Linked DNA regions of Mus musculus: region 2 is linked to region 1. Evidence: chromatin contacts called from public promoter capture Hi-C data. All regions are on one chromosome and are shown on one strand. The core of a region is the stretch at or near the end of the contact, and the rest is flanking DNA. Distances in the headings are between cores, read along the strand shown.

What was found. Promoter capture Hi-C pulls out the DNA fragments that hold promoters and counts their contacts.
Region 2: a promoter capture Hi-C map of liver shows a contact between it and region 1, with 20 times the contacts expected there. The contact joins the promoter of 2310015A10Rik here to the promoter of Plekhg3 in region 1. A contact is called at or near these places in 2 of 39 promoter capture datasets (liver and pre-B cells).

What each region holds. Positions count from the first base shown.
Region 1 is chr12:76,528,979-76,536,924 of GRCm38.p6, reverse strand. Plekhg3 (pleckstrin homology domain containing, family G (with RhoGef domain) member 3) reads right to left here and starts at 3,365. Exons shown (of 19, transcript NM_153804.4): 1 at 3,107-3,365. It overlaps Mir5135 (microRNA 5135), which reads left to right and starts at 3,713; the gene lies at 3,713-3,791.
Region 2 is chr12:80,129,504-80,137,449 of GRCm38.p6, reverse strand. 2310015A10Rik (RIKEN cDNA 2310015A10 gene) reads left to right here and starts at 4,606. Exons shown (of 3, transcript NR_033514.1): 1 at 4,606-4,723; 2 at 5,491-5,636.

The DNA.
Region 1 (7,946 bases), core at 2,116-4,615:
CCCTGTCTATCTGAGGGACAGTGGCCAGCACACATCTGGGAGTCCTGAATCCTCAACCAGCTACAATCCAGGGTAGCATGGAGAGGCTCACTCACTACCAGACAGACAGAAGCCTTCTAGCGGCCCTCCTTTTGAATTCCCTGCTCCTTCCCAATACTTCAAAAATGCCTCTCACCCAGAGTCCTGGCTAGCACTTGGCAGGACATATCTATCCCCTGCCGCCTCTGGAGAAAGAATTCACTGTGGCGCGCAGCTCTGTGGGGCTTGGTAAGCGCTGTAGATGCTCTATCTCTTTGTTCACTCTCACAAGGCCACACCACATGCAGTAGGCCCGGATGACTAGCTCCACTCTTCCAGGTAAGAAATAGACATGAAGGAGTCAACAAATGGCTGCAGGGCTAGGAAGTTGTCAAGTCGAGATTTAAACCTAGGGCTGTGCAACTCCAAACCCTGCTCCTAAAATCACATCAGAATGCTGACCTGGGTCTCAAGGGATCCAGAGCTCAAAGAAAATATCTCATGATCAACACCAAAGTCCCTTCCTTAGGGGACAGCTGTCACCTCCTCCCGTCCTCAACCATTCATATTGACCTTCTCTGGCATGCCTTCCTGATAACTTTAAACTCGCTTTCAATGACCTGTCTTGTTTTCCGTCCACTTCCCCCAGTAGAATTCCACTCTGCCAGGTCAACAATTGCTAAAAAAAAAAAAAAAAACTATATTTCAGTCACTGCCGTGTTCCCTGGTGCCCTGTATTCATACATAGACGCTGCTAGATAAAAATGGATGAATAAATAAAATAGATCTAAGATGCATGGATGTAGGAAGGAGGAGGGAAAGAGGACAACAGAGATGGTATGTACCCGGCAGTACTGGAGGCCTCGGGATGAGCCTCCCGGGTCTGTCGGACCTGGGGGCTCCAGAAGAGCTTTCCTTCAGTCTGTAGTAATGCCAAGCCCTGTCCTGGGGAAGGAGGGTAATGAGTAGGGAGGGCTTCTGTACTTTAACAAAGGCCTCTGGACATGCAGCTGGCCAGAGAGGCGGGACAGAGCAGTGGCCTGGGCCGGAGAACAGCCCGGGATGGCTGGACTGAAGTCAGCCCTCAGTGCAGCTGCAAAGACAACACCTCCCATCACCATGGTCCTCCCCACCCACAACACAACAGAGAGCAGCTTCACAGTTAACCCTCCAGGGCAAGTCACGGCTTGTGGCACCCTCCAGTCTCAGGACCAGAACCTGTACAGGGTGGTGAGTGGGGTGGGAATAGCAAGCCCTACATCTGGGACCAGCACCTTCCTCCCTTCCCTCCGGGTCTGGCCATCGCTCAGGCCGTGGCCTTTGGCCTGTTCTAAGCATAAACACGGTGACCCTGAGATAGCAGCGGGTTTGGTAAAGTCAATATTTACTCTGGGACTATGATATTACAAGCCAGAGAGAGTGTAAACTGCCACAATTGGCTCCTGGTGTCCACCATCTCCTGTGTCACACATGGGGTATAACCAGCAAACATGTAAGGGCTCCTTGTAGCCACTACACAGCTATTTTTTTTTTTTGATAGGAGTTTATGGACTACTTCTCATACACCCTTCTCCCCTTTATTGTTACCACATCCCCTATAAAGAAAAAAGGCTGCTCTGTATGGAAACTGAGTCAGAAAAGATAAGTGAGTGAGGAGAGGGTGAGATCTGGCTTCAGGCCAATCATGTAAGAAAAAAAGCCTCAGACCCGATCAGTCTCTGATGTGACGCAATACAGCCAGCATTAAACCTCTAGCAAAAATCCTGTCGGACTCTCAGCCCAGTGGTCTTCCCACTCTCCTAGTCGGGCCACCTCTGATAAAAAGTCAATAGAAAAGCCCCAAGGCCACTCTAAAACAGACTACCACCCTTATCAGCCCAGACTAAGTGAAGGGGTGAAAGCGGATTTCCAGCACCAGCGGGAAAGTCCAGAGAGTGCGGCCAGCAGAGGCAAGCAGGCATTTAGTAGTCTGTCTACATGAGAGATGGGGTCTGTGAGCCATCCAGTGAGCCCAGAACCATAAGGAATAACAGCAGCGCCACAGTTGGCTTTCTGGTATTTAGTCCCTAGGTTTTATGCTGAGCATCTATAACACAAGATTCCAGTTTAGCAGAGGGACTGGGGAAGGCCAGGCACAGCAGGGAACATCGCCTCTCCCTCTCAGGCTGTCATTTTACTCCACACTAATTATTTCTGAAGGGTTCATTGTGACTGGAATGCACTCTTGAACAAGCACAGTTTGGAAGACTGGGAACCCTAAGACTAGGGTTCTCTGTAAGGTGCTCTAGTACTGATCGGTTGCTGGGAGGGTTAACAATCTTAACAGCCCTTAATCTACCAAGAGTTTAGCGACTCTAGACGATATACTCTCACCCAACTTTTAGCACCACCTCGCAGCGCCGCTTTCTCCACCCTCCAACCATCATGCGGCTTGTTCCGGTTTTTTTTTCCCCCCTTTGTTTTCAAAAGTAGCCGCAGAATAAATCGTTACCACCAAAGGAGCATCTTGAACGACTGAAGCTTGAAGCTTCCCAAATCAAAGGTCTGAGAGAAGGGTGTGAATAACCAAACCAGTTGAAGGGAGTGAAGGAGAGGCTGTTAGGGGCAGCATCAAGGGGCTCTAGATTTGCAGCTCCTGGACACTTGGCTTCTGACACCCACTCTAATCCTCCTGGACATGCAGCTGAGATTCCCAGAAGCACGGTGTGGCACCAACCCAGAACAGACTGAGTGCCTGCGCACTCCTGGGCTGGCGGGACCAGAGGCGAGTCCTTCTAGAAGAGCCCACAGTCTCAGGCAAGCACTAGCCCACGGGCGTCAGGGCACACAAGGAAGGGGTGGCGGGAATGTCGAGAGCTGCCCGGATTTCAAACTCTGCAAAGCCTATGCTGCTTTGGTTTCCGGGGTGGGGATAAAAAGTGACTCCCCTTACGACCTTCCCGCGACCCAACCTCCTCCGAGTGTGTCCGAGGCAGCTCGGGGCCAGGTCCTCATCCCACAGAGGGCTAGCCTGGGGTCTCCGCAGAGCGCTGCCACTCAGCCAATCGAGCATGGGCAAAGAGAGAAAGGCAAACCTAGGGACACTCACCAAGCGGTGGCCGCCCCGCCGGCTCGCGACGCGCCAGGCGCGCGGGGCTGCCCAGGTGGCGCCGCGAAGCGGGCTCGAGTTTGAAAGTCGCTCTCGGAAGCGGCAGAGGCCGCCGGCCGCTCCCGCCCACGGCTGGCCGCCCCGCGGTCCCAGCCTCTGCTCGCTGCGAGCACCAGACGCCGGGGGACCCCCGAAATGCGCACGGTTCCCCAGCACCGGGCAGGAAGTTGCGGCCGGAGTCCAGGCTGCGGCGGGAGGGAGGGAGGGAGAGAGAGAGGGAGAGGGAGGGAGCCAGGGAGGGGCGGACCAGGAATGTTTCCAGTGGGTGGAGACTGCGCTCGCGGCTGCGATCCAGCAATTGGCGGCTCTGGGGGGCCCGGGGGAACCTTCGCGGCGGTGCGAGCGAGCTGTGGCTCCCGCTGTAGACAGCGGCCGCCGTGGCTAATGATTAACGCGCGTGGCCCGCCGTGTGGGTCCCGCTGGCCGCCTCCCCTTGCCACCTGGAACTCTGGGATCCCAAGGCGCACGTGGTGGGGTTACTCTAGTGCCACCGCCCTGATATCACGCCGAGAGGGCAACGAAAGCCTCCAGACCAGGTTCCGACCAGAGAGGACTCGGAGCCCAGCCACCTAGACTTTCCCAGGAGAAGCGCAGGTCTAGGTGGCAAGGGCGTCCTGGTCCTACTGGAGCAGGTCACCACGACCGCTGAGTCAGAAAGGCACGTCTCGAATTCCTCGCCGAAACTAGGTTTCGGTGGCTCTTTACAGTTGTAAAATCTTACCTTCTGAGGAGAAAGAGATAAGAAGCGCATAACTTGGGGCGGGGCGGGGCGCGGCGCTCAGTGGGACTGTTAATGAGAAAAACTGATCGAGGAACCTGAATGTCAGTGGACCCCATTTTGAGTGCGATCTATCAACAAAAGGCATGTACCGGGAAATTAGGGGATGGGAAAATTGGGGGATGATTAGCACAAGCACATAGAATACAAACCAGTTAGATTTTGAGCAAGAACATAAATCTTTTGTGTGGTTTTTGTTTTTGAAGCAGGATTTCAATTATCTGAGACTGGCAGAGGGTAATCTTGAGAGTAATGGTTCTCCACCCTCTATCTCCGGAGTGCTGGGATTACTGGTGTGCACCACCACGCCCTAATTATTGTTTTTATTTTATTTTTTGATTTGAAACAGGCCCACACTTTGTAGCCCAAGCTAGCCCAGAACTCTTGAGTGATCCCCCAGAGTGCTAGAATTATAGGTGTGCGCTACTACACCTCACTAAGAATAAATCTTTCATTGGTAAAGATCTTAGGGGAGGTAGCATTAGATGCTGTCCCCAGTACGCACCATGAAGAGGGGTAGGAGATGGGAGCCCAGTGTGAGATCACAGAAGAAGTAGGACTCCTGCGTTAAACGATGGCACCAGGTTCTTGGAACAGGAATGGAGAATCGACCCCAGTAACTCAGCATTTAGACCGCCAAGTGTAGACAAGTGAAAATCCTAAATAGCTTATAAAATCCCCTCCTCCACCACTGCCCTCAAAAAAAAAAAAAAAAAAAGCTGCCCCAGGGAAAAGCAAGCACCTAGTGATTTACGGGGAGGGGCGGGGCAGAGAGAGAGGAAATGGCTTTCAGGTGACTTTGAAACGGGATCCCTGGGAAGAGTAAAGATTAAAGTAGTCCTTGCTCCTGACTGCGGGAGGGCCAGAAAGTAAGGCTCACGTTACTTAGTCCACAGGTTAGGCTTGAAGAGCGGCAGACTAGAGGACAGCACTGGTGAGAAACAAGATTACCCGGGAACGGGGGAGAGAGATAAAACTACGGGGTGGGATGGGAAAGGGAGAAGCCCCACTCCTTCCCACCTCGAACTTTCTGGGTTTCTGGTTTCTTCTCTAATCTGTTAAATCTTACCAGTCCTTTCCTACTAATCTTAAACTCCCAACTTCCAAAGACGTCCCCCAGCCCCAATCCAGAGATTTAAAACTTTTGAATGTATGACTGGCTCCTTAGCTAGAAAAGAAAAATAAAATGTTGATGATAGTAATGGTTAGGGAATGGTGCTACCAAGTGCACTGCACTTTATAATCACTAAGGCAGGAATACACTTACTCCCATTTTGCAGGAAGAATACTGAGGCTCTAAGGATGGAGCAGTCTGGCCAAGATCAATTGCATCAAGGGGCGTAGTCTGAGGGGGCGACACTGGAGTGCTTACTGTGTTAACCTTTGAGCATTTTACAAGAACAATTGCGGTTACAGGAGAAACTGAGGCTTGGTCATACTGCTAGTGGGTGGTAGAGCTGGGAGTTTCTACCCACAGGGAAAACTGCATTTAGCCAGCCAGCTCTTTCTCCACTTCCTTCTAGACACTTGTTAGTCCATTCTGAACTTGATTCTAAAGCCTCGAGTTGTTTCTAATTGCTTTAATTTATATGCCCATTTCCTGAAAAGATTGTAATCTTACTATGCAGAACTTGTAAGAAGCATTCAATAAGGCCATGCTGGAGCCAGATGAAACAAGCAAGATTTTATAAAAAATCAGTTTCCTACCTCCAAGCCTCCAAGAGTCAGTGTCAGGACCAGGGTCTCAAGCCGAGCCGCAGCCCCCTTCTCAGCGTTGAGCCTTTCTGCCTTCCCACCAGCTCTTGCTTCAGCGAGCGGCCTCGCCCTGCTATTAAATCATTTATTATTATAATAACACCTTGAGTCTCAGTAATGCCTTTAATCTGAGGTCTCAGGGTGTCTAACAAATACAAATTAATTCATCATCTCAGCCCCTCCACTTGGAAGGGAGAATGGAGGTGTTCTCCCTAGTTTATGGATGAGAAAACCAAACAACCAGAGTCAAGATGACTCACAGGGAACCAATGCAGTTTCTCATCCCTTGCCTCTGACCGCCTGCTACCAAGCCTCGCATGAAAGCTTCAAATCCCAGACGCCAAGGCCATTGAGTTTTCACAATTGTCATTTCTGCTGCTCCACTGTGAACATCAGGAAAGGGAGGGATGTAAACACAGGCAAGAGATCCCCTGGGGCTGTGATCCCGGGCTGTGAGGAGGGGCCATGGCTTGCTGCTGCTGACAGAACTTCATCCCCAAACATGGAAGAAATCCTTCTCAAAGGTGACCCTACTACACTCAGAAATCTGTGCTTTCAGGGTTGCAAGTTGCGTTTTAGCAGAGCCTAGCGTGGACAGGGCTCTGAGTTTGAAGCCCAGCACCACAGAAAACAAGAAAAAGTGTGTCACATACAACAAAAGGGGGGAAAAAGATGATAAACTTCACAGTATCAAACTTTTCTGTATTAGAAGAGTGAAGGTCTAGGGGTTGCAAGCCCGGTGGCAGATTGCTTCAGTTACATGTATGAGGTTCTGTGACTAGGACTGAAAATAAAATTGCCAGGCATTTGATCCTGGCTTTCAGGGCCACATAGAGACTCCAGCCTGGAATATAGAGTGAGACTTTGTCTTAAAAAAAAAGAAAGAGGCCAGGCATGGTGATGTATACATACATTTAATGCCAGCACTTGGGAGGCAGAAGCAGGCTGATCTCTTAAGGTCAAGGCCAGCCTGGTCTACATAGTGAGTTCTAGGACAGCCAGGACTGCATAGTAAGACCCTGGGGGGCTGGAGGTGGGGAAGATGGGGGGCGGGGGAAGAATGGGAGAAATGTAACACACACACACACACACACAACCCTACCATTCAATAAAAAGACAACCTATTTTTAAATGTGTAAAGGGTCTGAATAGACATCTCTCCAAAAAGCTATATAAATGGGCACCAAACACAAACCCACAACTTTATCAGAGGATATGCAAAGAAAAACCAACAGTGAAGGCTGCTGCATATGACAGTGTTCCTAAGGACTGGGAGAAACTACAACCCTCTCTCTCACACAGCTGCTGTCCCTGCTTTGCAGAACAGTCTGGCCGTTCTTCAAAGATTAAACATAGATTCGCTTTATGACCCACAATTCCAGTCCCAGGAATGTACCTAGGAGACATGAGAACACCTGTCCACACACAACTGTGAACATAAATGCTCAAACAGCATTATTTGTAGCAGACCCACAATAGAAACTCAAATAGCCATCGACTGCTGGTGGTAAAGAGAAGGTCACGTGGAATACAGTAGAATGACGTCCCGAATCACAGGTGAGCTTGAAAGCATATTGCCGAGAAATCAGTCACAAAGAACCAAATATTGTATAAACTGCACAGAATCGGGTTGGAGGAATGAGGAATTGCTGCTAACAAGTTCAGGACTCTGAAATACTGTGACAATTGCACTAGTTATTCTTAACTGCTGAGTTGGGGTTTTGTGTTGGAAATTATACCCATGCTAAACATGGGTTCTCGCACTGAGTTACACAATAGCCAGAATTGTACATTTTAACTACAATTTAAACAGATGGGTCAGGCTGGGTTTTGGGAGCGTGGGGGAAGGGAGTGTTCTGTTCTTACTGTCGTTTGTTTGTGCTAGGACTTGAACTCATAGACTCATGCACGCTAGGCAAGTGTTCTTCTACTGAGCTACATGCCTGGCCCTTTGGGGGTTTTTGTTCCTTTGTTTGTTTTCGAGATAGTCTTATTAACTTGCCCAGGCCACTTTTGAGGGTACTTTGTAGCTCTCAGACAAGCCTTGGGGCAGTGATTCTCCTGCTTCAACTTCCTGAGTACCTGGTATTACCTACCTATGCTGCCAGGCCCAGCTCCACACTGCTCTAGAAATTCTGGGCTTAAATGATCCTCTGGCTTCCAGCCTCTTTTATGAGTCGCTGCCTCTGTCTGTGTATTAGTCAGGGTTCTCTAGAGTAGCAGAATTTATGGAATGATTCTCATAAA
Region 2 (7,946 bases), core at 3,357-5,856, 3.6 Mb before region 1:
TTACACAGTTCACTTCTTCATACTCTGGACTCAGGCTGGAACAGAGCCTCCTTTCTGCCGTGAATTTGCTGTGACCTTTGGGTATTGCATGTGTGTCCCAAGTCTTCCCAAATGTAGGAAGGGGACATACATATGACCATAGAACATTATTTAACCATAAAAGGAAGTTAATATCGATGCATGTTACCACGTGGACAAACCCAGTGTGGGTAAATGAAAGAAAGTAGACACAAAAAGCCCTGGATATCTGAGGGTCCAGAACAGGGAAATCCATTGACAAGAAGTATACTGGTGACTTCTGGAGGTTGTGGGAGGGATGCGACATAGAATAGCTGCCCAGTGGGCATGGGCTTCCTTTAGGGTCGATGAAAACATAAAAGCTTGCCAGGCAGGGAGGCACAAGCCTTTAATCCCGGCAGTAGGCAGAGGTGTATGGATCTATGTAAATCCAGGGCCAGCCTGGTCTACATAATAAGTTCCAGGTCCAGCCAGGGCTAAATAGTGAAATCCTGTCTCAAACAAACAAACAAACAAACAAACAAACAAACAAAAAATGGAACTAGCTACAGATAGAGAGTCACACAATGTTAGTAATATATGAGAACCATGGAGTTGTTCAGTGTTTTCAAAAGGCTGCCACTTATTCTCCAAGTGCTTGGAAAGTCTCCAGGAAAAGCCAGCTGAGCTCAGACAGCAGGCATGGCAACTGTCCTTAGCCTGGTGGTTATTCAGCTCTTGGCCTCATTGGACCAGATGACAGGAGTTCCAACAGGACCCAAGGGGACAGGGATAGTTCTTCTGATGGGTGCATCCCTTAGTCAGAGACAGGGCAGCATCTGCTTTGCCAGATGGGAATCAGGATTCCTAGGCCGCAGAGCTGGCCCTTCAACACCATCTCTGAGTCTGCCCACATCAGTGTCACCTCTCTCCGTGGCTGATCTTTTCTCTGTCCGGGGTATCGTGTGGAGGACTGTAGTGCTTGTGACCACTGCATGTGACATGTGACCGTTGTCTCTATCACAGCGTGCTCTTTGGTGAGAGGAGACGGTCAGGCACTGGGCCCCTTATCTCTTGGTCTTGTGCCTGGAGTCTGTCATGCAGTCAAGCGAACACTCCTGTTGCGCTATATTTCCAAGACTCCATGCCTGGCATGGGCTAGGCGCTCGGTTAACGCCTAGGGGAGGCACAGGAGCTCCATACGTGCATAGTGAGTGCCAGCACCTGCCCACTAGGTACTGCCAGTCAGTGAGGGACGCCAGACCCTAGGCTATAGAACGCCATCAGACTCTAGGTGAATGCCATCAGACTCTAGGCTCTCGAATGCCATAATAAAGTTTGGATTTAGACCTGTCTGCCCCAATTCAGAGTCCTCTTCCTATTCTGACCCACACCATCCAAGCCTGTGTCCTGGCCTTGCAGTTTGCAGGATGCAGTTGCAGGAGGAGTTGCTGGAACAGCGTTCAGCTTTGCAGCCTCCGGACCCTTTCAGACCCCCAACCCCTTCCACGCTCAGGCTCTCAGCAGCCCCACCCCACCCCTGGAAACTTTTCTCAGACTCAGCCACCACCGCAGCCAGCTCCCTTTCCTGAGAACCTCTGTCATAAACAAGGCAAGGCCCTCATTTGCCTGCCTCTCCGCCCCCACCCTTCCTCACCTAAGGGAGCCTCAGTTATAAATATGGGGGTCACACCTTATACTCATATTCAGCACCTTTCATCTGGGGTGCTCCTGCAGGCTGAGAGGCTAATTAACCTTCTCCCTGGGTAGGGTGAGTAAGAGCTGCCGTCCCAGCCTGGGAGCGGCCTAGCACACATGGGGCTGGCCTTCCTGGGGAGAAAGAAATAGGGTGAGCTGACATCTCCGGCCGCCTACCTCTCCATACTCTTTGTCATGGGACTTCCGCACACAGATCCCCATTCTCTGGCTCATAATGAAGGCCATTTATTGAGTGCTTACTATATGCCTAGGGCTTGCTAAACTTCCACCTATTAAATGTTAACCACATGTGCTGAGCACCAGGGCGGTTGTGAAATTGCACTCGTGGCTCCCATGATGGGGCTTGACTCCCGGCTTGCCAGAGGCCAGTACTTCCACACATGACCTCATGAGAAGCCCTTAGTGCCTGGCACCGAGTCAGCACCCGAGAAGTGATCATTATTAATCTTCAGAATCTTCCGACGAGGCAGAATGCTGTGCTCTCCCCATTTCCCAGATGAGGCAACTGAGGCTCAGAGAGATTAAGTTACTTGCTGCTGGAGATAACCCAGAACTGGTTTTGAATTGGAAAGTGACTTACTTTGTTTCTTTGTTGTTGTTGTTGTTCTTATGTGTTCCTCTCCCTGGCTCAATGGGCCTGGAATCCATGGACTCCCCCCCCCCCGCCCCCCAAGACATAACACTGGAGTGGTATGGGGGCCCTAGATAAACTTTCCTGTCTTCTTTATCCCAGACTGAGTGCTGGGAGGCTGAGCTTAGTTATCCTGATTCCCCCATTCTTCTGATGAAGAAAGGGTTATGCAGGGTGCAGGGACCAATAGAGAATGTTCTCCACAGAAGCCTGAGCAGTAGACAGGCAGAGGCTGTCTGTCCCATCCTCATCTTCAGCTTGGCATGGGCACCCTACAGGCAACAAGCATCCTGACAACAACATTTGTGGTTGCTGTGTGCTAACCCGGCCAACCCTAGAGTCATTAGGGAGGGGAATAAATAGGAGGGGTGAGAACCGAGACTCAGGGAAAGATAGCGTGTCCCCCTATCTGCTCTCCAAAGTGCTTGGAGCGGCAGGGCAAAGCTAGCATGAGCTTGCACGCATCCTTTGAGGTCCTCCTCACATGTTGGAATTGTGACATCAGCCCCAAGCATACAACAGGCCCTTAACAATGTTCACAGAAGAAATTGGCCCCAGACAAAACATGAACTGCATGGGTGGGAAGATGGCACGCTGTCTTCTTACAACTGCCCAACGCATCTGGTTATATCAAATATGATTCTCCCTCAGGCTTCAAGGAAGGGCTGAAACAAATCGGACTCAGTCAGTGAGAAGCCCAGGAGTACCTGGCTAGGGTTCCTAAAGGTGAGGTAGCATTCTGGGTGTGGCTAAGATCTTGGGTCCCAGGGTCTCTTCTTAAGAGGGAGGTCCTGGGTACCAGATGTCTGGACCTTGCCCATTGGTCTCTCTTCTGTTCCCATAGCTTTGTCCTTCAGCCTTTGGATGGGTGGCAATGCTCTGGTCCCCTCTGCTCACCACACCCAGCGCTTTCTTGGGTTCTCTCCAGGACCTTCCTGCTCCCTTCTTCTAGACCCCTCTTTAGAATTTCCACAGAAAGGCCTTTTGTGACAGCTTCCACACAGCCCAGTATAAATCACACATGCTCCTTGATTCGCAGTGAAGCCCTGTCCCAACAATCCCTTCAATGAACTGAAAAGGCCAGGTAGCGTGGAGAGTACACCTGCTTCCGTAACGTACCAGACGTCACCACTGTGCCATGCAGTACACTATAGACCACTGTCTGCTTCCCACTCACGACTGTAGGAACTTCCCGCAGAAGAATACTGTGTTTATTGCTAGTCCGGGGGAAAACCCAGAATTAAAAATTCAACTGTGGTTTCTACTGAATGTATATTATTTATGTTTCACCTTACAGGTGAAATTATGATAAACTGGGGACTGTTTGTAGTTCCCTATTTATGTCTTCTTTCAGTGCCTTAATATTTTCCTCTATAAGAACATGGAAACTTTTCCAAACTGGGCCTGGTGAGATGGTTCAGTTTGGTGAAGGTGATTCACAGGCCTGATGATCTGAGTTTGGTTAGAATCTACAGAATCCACATGTTAGAAGGAGGGAATCCAGTCTTGAAAACTGCCCTGATTTAAATAACTATATAAAATATATACACACATATACATATATGCATATATATTTTATAAGTGAATTAAAACTTTTTCAAGGGGCTGGAGAGACGGATAAGCAGTAAAGGTCATTGGCTACTCTTCCAGAAAACCCAGGTTCAATTCCCAGCACTCACGTGCTTACAACCTTACAAGCTTACAGCCATCTGTAATTCCAGTTCAGGGGATTTAAAAAGTCCTCTTCTGGCCTCAAAGTGCACTGCAGGCACACGGTACATAGAAATACATATAGGCAAACAGCCGTACACTTAAGATTTAAAACTTTCTCAAGTGTCATCTTAGATTTGTGAAATTATCCCGCTAAGTGCCATATGGTTGAGAGCTCCATCAGGGTCCTCTGTGCTCTGTCTGCATACTGTATACTGGAGTGGATGATAGAACCCTGGCCTAAGTAAGTGGGCTGAGCTGGTAGATTCAGGACCAGCGGCCAACAGCAGCAACATTCACCCTGGAATGCCATAAAATACAAACTCTGAGTTGGAGTCCGACCAACAGATGGGAAGACGCCTAGGGAAGTGTGGTGTACGCTTTTGAGAACCCTGTAGAAAGGGTCTCAGTGCCCGGTGGTCCAGGGCAGTTAGGATGGCCCCGCGTGTGCCATTCGGCACACTGGCCAGTGGAGGGCAGTGTTGCCACGCCCATCGAACGACCTCGGCTGCTTGAGCGGCGTGAAAGGCCGGCTGGGGAAGACCGGCGGGGCGGCCGCAGTCTGCTCGCCCGGGCGACAGACGCTCCGAGATGCCGAAGGGCCAGCAGCGGCCCCGAAGCTCCGGGCTGGCCGCGCTGTCGCTCTGCCGCGCCCCGGTCTCGAAGGTTCGCGAGGCTCCAGGGCGCAGGGGAGGAGGCTCGCTCGGGCCGGCCGGGGCAGCCTGCCAGAGAGGGCGGCGGAACCTTGACCGCGGCCCCGGAGGCAAAGGGCAGCCTCCGCGTGATGCCTCGGCGAGCAAAACAAGCCGGCCATCTTGGCGCCCTTAACCAGCTCCTGGCCGCTCCGGGCGCGGCCAGGGGTCCGGCCACCGAGCCCCGCGGCGGGCCTGGGATTTGGAAACCGTAATGCCATGGGCGTGGGGAGGAATTTCTAAGAACGGGAAGAAAACTCGAGGCCCTGGCACGTTCCCTGGGGTGTTTGGAAATGCCATCAGTTAGCCATTAGTAGGCAGGGCCAGCGCTTCGGTCAGTGATTGGATTTGTCCCAGTCGCCTCCTAGTTCTTTTTGCCCTATATTCAAAGAGCTTAAAAGTCATGGGTGGTTGAAGTAGGTCAGAGTGATCACCAGGCTGTTGTTGCCTGGCAGCCCAGTGGCAGGGTCCGAGACAAGGTGGTATTCCAGTAGATGCCCTCGGGCCGTACCAACCCAGGGTCAAGGACTAGCTGCTCCAGTGCTATATGTGATCAGCTCATTTCCAGTTTCTCAATCATTCTGATGTCATCCGAGGGACAGAAGACCCCACGGCTCCTCCTCTTTGCCTAGTTTACACATCGGGGTTGTTCTAGCATTTGTAGTTTTCAGGTTCTAGAATATTCTTTTCCTCTGTCAGCCCCCACTAAGAAGCTTTCTTGATTTCCCCCTTTGTTTCCAGTGAAGGTGCCTCTTCCTGGCTAGCCCACCTACATGCTGTCATCACTGGGCTTCTGCAACTCTCAGTCTTTGTGGCTGCACCCTTCCCTTCTGAATCCTGAGGACCCATGAGTGTCAGGCCCATCATGAAATTGGTCGTCTTACTGGGTACGTAGGTCATGCAGGAACGGGTCCTTGCAAGAGGACTACCAAGCGACTGAATAGGTTTTAATCTGGATTGGGGCCTAGGAGTTATTCACAGGTGTTTTGAACCTTCAGCACAGGAGTATGTATAATGGTGTTTCCTTAAGCCCTGTAATGGAATCCTTTTGTGTGTTTACTGAAAGTTATTCTGAGTAGAACTGTCAGGGTGTGTGCGGTAGGAACCAAAACCATAGGTGTGAACCAGACTGAGAAGATGGGCCCTCAGAGCCCCCTCTGTGCAATTCTGTATGGCTTGGGCTATGGGCAAAGGGAAGACAATCAGGCTGGCAGGCTCAGGACCAACTGAAGACCGGCCTAAGCCGGTGGTTCTCAACATGTGGGTCGCGCCCCCGGGGGGTTTGTCAAAGGACCCTCGGAAGACACAGATATTTACATTATGATTCACAACAGTTGCAAAATTACAGTTATGAAGTAGCAATGAAGGTGATTTTATGGGTTGGGGGTGTGTGGGGGTGGGTCACCACAGCATGAGGAACTGTGTTAGAGAGTTTCAGCATTAGAAAGGCTGAGAACCGCTGGGCTAAGTGCTTGGCAAGACTTGGGGTGTAGGCTGAGGGTCCCAGGAAGAGGCAGGAAAGAAGAGCTTGGGACAGCTTGGAGAAGGTTTATGCCTACGGAGAGATCCTTTCTTGTTCCTTTTAAAAGATGAAACCCAAAGTTGTCCCATGAAGGACTCCTGAAAACCCCTTTCAAGCCTCGGCCACAGATGATCTGCGGAATGCTCATTAAGGGGGAAACAAAGAGGTGGTTTTGTTTATTTATTTAAGGGGAAAAAATAAATGAGCTGTGACAAAACAATTTGAAACCAGGCCCTCTGAGACCTGGGCTTTCACTTCCTTGATGGGAAGTGAAACAGAGAATGAATCCCCCTCCAAATAAAAGTGAAGTTAATAATCAGACAAGCTCAAGCCCTGGCCACATCCTGTGTCAGCTCCCTCCCTCCCTCCCTCCCTCCCTCCCTCCCTCCCTCCCAGGGCTCTCTGTTTATAGCTGCTGAACCCGCCTTCCCAGCCTTGAGCAGGCTTAACTCTTTCCTCCCTGCCTAGGGGAAGCCTCAGTCTGCTCTGACTGAAGAGGCCAGCCTCACAACCTTCAGAGTAGACATGGCTTCAGTAAGGGGATGACTGTCCCCATGTCTGTCCCTGTGGGACCGTCCTCCAGTTCAGCTCCTGGCCATGTGCTTAGATAGCCAAGCTTAGGTTGCCCTGCAGAAAACCCTCAGTGTCCCCTTTCCTTTTGATGTCTCCATGGAAAAAGCAGATATGTCCACTGCCACTGCAGATTCATGCAGCCTTTGTGGCCTGGTGGCTTCTGGGAGAGCTGCAATCTGAGGGATATAGGCCCAAGTCTTTGGGGTTCTGGGCCTGAGTTGGAAGCACTAGTCTGCACATGTCTTTCTACTTCCAAGGTCTTCTGTATGTTTATTCCAGAGCCCCCTCCATGCTGTCAGTGGTAGTCTGTTCCCATTGGGTCGGGGACTCTTGCTAAGCCTATGGACTTTCTACCATTCCAAGCAACAGCTTTGTCTATAGAGCAAAGGTTAGGCTCATTTTGTGGCTTGTCCAGTGTTTCAAAGCTAACAGATGGGATTTGAAGCCAAGCTTTTTGGCTTCCAAACCTGGTGCCTCAGCCCTTGCTCCCAAAGTCTCTCAGAGATTGCTGTCTTCCTTGGAGTCATAAGTTTTGAAAGTTTACTAACTCATTGTATGGGTCTCAACACCCATGGGCTTTCTGAGCTCATTCTAGCCTTGTTGTGAGCTCTCCCCACTTCCCGGGAGCCCACCTAGGGAAGGAGACAGAGCAGGAGGAACTGTTGTGGCTCCTCCATCCTGCCTTCCCTTGGCTCTTCGGACAGTGGTTCCAAGGAAAGGAGGGGATAGAAAGCAGACTTTGAGTTCTTCATCCCTGCATTGGATTGGCTCAGGCCTTAGGAGTCGGGACTCAAACATGGCTGAAGCACATCTCTGGTCAGGTCCTTTGGTGATCCCTCTAGTCCTTCCTTGAAGGTGTGTTGTACTGCCCCCTGCTGTGTGGAGCCCTTCATGGCTTGCTTGCCAACCAGGGTCAACAGCCCTATCAGCACCAAAACCAATCCAGCCTTTAGGAGTGGGTATGAGTTCACCTCCTATAGTTCTACATCGCGTGCGCACACGCGTGCGTGTGTGTGTGTGTGTGTGTGTGTGTGTGTGTGTGTGTGTGTGTGTGACTCAAAGCCATGGCTCAGAGCATGCACTGCCCTGTTCATCAGCTTCT